2 separate regions of the Gossypium hirsutum genome follow, and region 1 is linked to region 2. The links are chromatin contacts, called in public Hi-C maps. All regions are on one chromosome and are shown on one strand. Each heading gives the region's core, a stretch centred on a gene start, on an enhancer-like site or on the middle of the called end of the contact. The rest is flanking DNA. Distances are from core to core; before and after follow the strand shown.

What was found. A called contact is a pair of places that touch in the nucleus more often than the background predicts.
Region 1: a Hi-C map of leaf shows a contact between it and region 2, with 3 times the contacts expected there. The contact joins the enhancer-like site here to the promoter of LOC107963882 in region 2. A contact is called at or near these places in 6 of 34 Hi-C or Micro-C datasets (anther, callus, hypocotyl and 2 more).

Annotation. Positions count from the first base shown.
Region 1 is chrA03:6,385,230-6,388,098 of Gossypium_hirsutum_v2.1, reverse strand. It overlaps the pseudogene LOC107963880. Among protein-coding and RNA genes, the nearest start is that of LOC107963879, 8.2 kb to the left of the region's middle. Within about 2 kb of position 1,293, at least 6 of the 9 cell types and tissues checked have an H3K27ac peak or open chromatin away from gene starts, as enhancers often do.
Region 2 is chrA03:6,309,758-6,312,538 of Gossypium_hirsutum_v2.1, reverse strand. LOC107963882 (serine/threonine-protein phosphatase 6 regulatory subunit 3) reads left to right here and starts at 1,489. Exons shown (of 21, transcript XR_005921752.1): 1 at 1,489-1,516; 2 at 1,900-1,940; 3 at 2,476-2,579; 4 at 2,758-2,781.

The sequences.
Region 1 (2,869 bases), core at 44-2,543, 76 kb before region 2:
ACTGTTAATGAATTTAAATATCATTTAAATATATATTTACTTTTCAACATTATATCTAAGATCAAAATTTTAACTTCTTAAAAATATTTTTTAACAATAATACTTCAATTTTAAACCAATTTTTTTTAAAAAAAATCGGTAGCAACGTAATTTTATTTATAGAAGTTTTACATAGTGTTGTAATAATTAACCCATTAATAACTAATTGGCATAATAAAAGATTTAGCCTTTAATTTTTATATTTTTTATTAATTTGACCCTTTTTTTGAACTAAGTTTGACCCTTAACCTTTTAAAAAAAATCGAATTTAACCATCAACCTTTCTAAAAAAGTAGAATTATTATTTTTGAAAGATTAATAATCAAATTTAACTAAAAAAAGAGAATAAAGATCAAATTGACAAAAGATGTAAACATTTAAAACTAAATTTATCATTAAACCCTAAATAGTTATAGCAATTATTTCAACAACTAATATGTGTAGATTTAAGTATATTAAAACACAATTTTTTTGAGTTATAAATAAAAGTAAATATCATATTAAAAATTTATATTACATTACAATAAAGATATATACTTTTATTTTGCTTATAACAAAAGAAAAATCTATATATTATAAAGTTGTAAGTAAATTTAACTCTTTCAAAATAAACTCACCAATTAAATCTTTATATTATTGCGAAATAAGTAAATAAAGATAATTAAATAAGATTAATATATATTTTTTAAAATACTTTATTTAAAAAATCTCTAAAGTTTTTTAAAGGAAAACGAAAAAGTACGAAATCGTTTGAACCTTCGGTTTTGATTTAATCGATTTTATAACTTAAAAATATAAATTAATAATAATTAATATAAAAGTATAATATTTTAAAAATAAAAAAATATTTATAATATATAAAAGCACGAGAAAATTCTGAATTAATTTACCATATTATTAAATAACTAATTTTAAAAAAATAGATATAATAATTTATTAATATTTTACTAATTACGATGTGATAATAATAAAAATATCATTATTTAACAAATAATTAATAAATAGTATATTAATATAGTAGAATAATTATTTGGTGCAGTGATGAAAAATTTTAACTATTGTTCGACTCTCCGTAGACCTTCTCGCTCCCTCGCCGCTGGAATCCTAGTAAGTTCTTTCTCAAATCTTCCGCTAATGGCGCGCCTTTTTTTTGTTTTTTTTTGGTCTTTCTATGCTAAATTGAGCCGTGGGGTGTGATTGGTGTTAGCCTGCTCCGCCGTCGTGATCGCCGGAGGTTCAGCTCAGCTAGTCGTAGGGAATTACTAGAATGCCCTTCAATAGTTAATGATTTAGCAGAAGGCAGTGGGGTTTTCTTGGCTTTTTTTCAGATGATGGAAGCGAAAACTTAATTAATTTTTGAGGGAAATAAAAATGGGATTCTTATGATTTTTCTTCAATTTTTTTTCTCTCTGATATTCTGGGAAACTGCTGTATTTTGATTATATGGGTTCTGTAGGTGTAATTAATGGCTTAATCATGGGTATTTTGGTCATAAAAATGTTTCATTTCAGGCCATCTCAATTGACTGCCCCAGGATAAAACGGTAGAGAAGGCAAAATTTAATTTGGTGTCTCAATCTCTTGCAGACTTTAATTAGTTCAAGTAGGTGTATGAACATTTGTCTGCGCAACAGAAAAAAAAATGAAAAAGAAATGTGATATGCAAATGTTATTGTAGGTTAAAAGAACGTGTTTTTTCGGGACAGGTTTTATGGGAAGAGTGGGTTCGGTTTCGTGTTGGCAATGCTTCCTAGAGAAACGGTTAGTTTTCCTTTAGCAAATGATCAAAGTTATCATTTTTAATTTTGTATGAATTGTTTTTGTTGAGACACGAGTGTTGGTGCATTATTAATATGAATTGCCTTTTTCGGCATAGTGAAAAGCATGTAAATACGAGCAAAATGGGGTGCTTGGACTTAGGTTGGGGGATCGTGTAGAACTACAAGGATGAGAGGCATTTTAGTTAATTGTTTCATATGAAGCTACGCACCTTCAGTGAATTGGCAAATTCTTGATGATTTTTGTTGTGTTTATATCTCAATTTTCTCGAATATGCCTGTCTGGATATCTCGAGTTTTATTGAGATTGATACTGATCCGGCCTTGTTATGTTAGGATGAGACAGGAGTTTATAAGAACTCTTACAGGAAATTGCAGAAAGAGTTGGGGCTCCATTGCCTCAGTATACAACATTTAGATCAGGTCTCAGGCACCTGCCTATTTTTACGGGAACGGTTGAATTGGCTGGAAATTGGAATCAGATTCACCGGGGAACCAGCTAAGAACAAGAAACGAGCAGAAAAGAATGCAGCCATGGCAGCTTGGACATCTCTAAAACTATGTGAGTCTGTGTTTCATTTTTCCTAGGGATAAATGTTTGTTCGAAATTGAATACTGTGTTTTATTTCCAGTGGCGAAAGAAACTGCAAATTCTCCTTCAGAGCCAGAGAACAATGATGAGCTTGAACAGATCACGATAGCTCGGGCTCTGTTGAATTACCAAATAAAGGAAAAGACGGCTATGGCAAACTCCTCCAATGCGCCAGTAGTATTTACCAATAAGTTTCCTAGTCAGAATCCTAGACCAACAGGTCCACAGCCTCCTGCTACCACCTCGAAAATCCTTACTTCAATCTGCCCGAAGGTGGTTCCTCGAAACAGATCTATGTCAGCAACAGCAAATGAGAAGCCCGTACTGACATCATTGCAAACACCTACTCCTGAAAGCCGTGGTGTTCGTCCATAAAATTACAATGAACGCCCTAAATTTCTTTTGCCTTCATAATAGAAAATTGGATCTAGGCCTCCCTGTAATGAAGCCCATGATATAGA
Region 2 (2,781 bases), core at 240-2,739:
CCTAGCATAAGTTTTTATTCAAATTAAGTTTATATAAGTTTTTAGTTACGAACTATTTGAACTGTGAACCCAAATATTATCAGGTCAATGCTAATTATGTAAATATAAAATATTTTTTGCACCATATTATGGGGTATGATATAATTTAAGAAAATGGTGCCAAACACAAGCATCATAGACATCTTGCAAACTCTTTAATTTGTGCAACGCTTTGAAATGTTGTTGAGAAGATATTTGTTGTTTTAAAAAAATCCATATTAAGAATTTCACCTTAGTATAGCATAAAAAACAAAATTGGATCGCATTAACATGTTTCATATTTCACAACTTCATTCATAAGTGGAATTGAGATAATTCTTACTTCTAAGAGTACATGGAAGAATGAGATATAGATAATTTTAACGATGCAGATTCAAATTCAGACGAATTCGATCAAGAACCAGCAGATAATGATAATGGACATATGTTAAATATTAAAAAGGGAATAACTCAACAAGAACGCACTATAACAATCAAGTAGAGTTGCATATGATTTTTATTTTTCTTATTATTTTTATTAATAATCAAATAGTCAACTAATTTTTTAGACTAATATAATACATATAATGATTTGATTTTAATTTTTGTTACTTTTTTTAGAAATTATTTTTTAAAGTAATTAATATTTTAATATGAAATTACAATGTAATTATACTCTGTCAACAGAACATGTCTAGAGAATTACAATTATCTTGTAATTACCTGTTTTAATCAATTACTCAATGATATTCAAACAAATCCTTGAAATGTTAATGATTGGACTAAAATATAAATGACTTAATTTTTATTTTTTTAAATACATGGATTAAATGTTAAAATTTATAAAACTACAACCACTAAGGGCTAGTTTGAGTGTTTAGCATTACTGTCAAAAAAGTATTTTTGAGAAATAAAATGTCAATTTTGAACATGTTATTATCAAGTAACAAATATGCATTTAAATAATATTTAAATTAATTAATATTATTATATTTTAATAAAAATATAAAAGAAATTATTATAATTTGTTGTTAATATTTTAATATATGAAATATAAATTTCAAATATTTTAAGCAATAAATATTAATTATTTATAAAAATTAATTAGAATATATAAACTATATTTTAAATATTTAAATATAACCATTAAATATTTGTAATTAGTATTTTAAAAAATATTTTTTAATTTTTAATTAATAATTTTAATACATTTGTAATTAAGTACAAAAAAAAATATTATTTTATTAGAGGAGTGCTCTTAAAAAAACATTTTTAAAAAGCTTGAAATTTCATCTCTTATCCGTTTGTTTAGCATAATTTTTTTTCTAAAAATACTTTTGAAACAAAAAAGTATTTTTTTTTGTTAAGCATCGCAAAATAGGCCCTAAAAAAGAGAGTGTATATTTTAATCTAATAATATTTTAAAACTTTTAATTTAAATTCGAATTAAAAAGAACCAAATGAGCTATCCCATCTGGTGGACAGATGCACTATATATGTATGTATGTATGCATGTTAGTGTACATGCATCCATGATGATTTGAACCCTTCCCCTTCTTCTTGGCCATAACCATAGACATAAAACTAAAAGTAGTTTTCTGAGAATCGAAGTACTTCTTTTTTGTACTTTTTTTATTTTCTTTTCACTTGCAAAACGTTTTTTTAGCTTATTTTTCTCTTCCTTCCTTAGCTACCACTATAATATAACAGCAAAAAAAAATTGTTTTTTTTTTAAATTTTAATATTATTATTATTTTTCTCTTCTTTACTCTTGAATCTCCCCTTTTTTCCCTTATTTTTCGATATTTCCTAGATTCACTGGTAATTTTTAGGGTTTACTGATCTAATCTGATACTCTGCCTACTATTTTTCTGTTCTTAGCCATGTTTTGGAAGCTCCCATCTCTATCCGCCTCTTGTCCGGTGAGTAATTTTATTTTAATTAGTTAATTAATTAAGATCTTTTATTAGAGTAAGTTTTATTAGTTGTAATTAACTTGTTAACTTTTGGTTAGATTTTTTTTTCTTTGTAGGTTTGAATCAGTGCTTTTCTTTTAACTTAGTTATGTTGAAATTTACTTCTTTTTATACTTAATTTACTTTTGGATTCATTGATGCCGTAGCAGAGTAGCTTCACTGACTTAGATTTGTCCGCTTGTTTGGAAATTTTCATTGCTCGATTCGATGATTATCTTTTTTTTTGGTTTTTTAGAAATCTTTAAGCTAGTTTGTGTGGTAATGGCTGTAGTTCCTTTTATTTGAAGATGAAATATAACTGCTATTGAATCAAATTGGTGAAAATATATTAAGCTAATTATAGTTTGCTGGATTTGCTTTCTAATTGATGTTCATTCTCCATTTCCACTCGTTTTCTTATGAATATTGTTGAGTGACTCATTTTAATTTTTTGTTTACTATAATTATGATTAGTTTTGTTGACTGCGATTTTCTTTGATAGGTGGAGTCGATATTAGACAAGGAGAACTTTACTTTGGAAGAGCTTCTGGACGAGGAAGAAATAATCCAAGAGTGTAAAGCTTTAAATAGTCGACTCATCAATTTGTAAATTTTTCCACTATCACATTGCGCTTTTCCAGTTTTTTGCTATTATTAATATTTTTCTTTCTAATTAGTTTTTTTAGTATATTGCAATTGGTTGGATGCTATGACTTAAATTTTCAAGTGTTTGTATAATCTAGTAGAGAGCTAGTTCTTCATGTACTCGACTTTTTATGTGCAGTCTACGAGATAGAGCCCAGGTTGA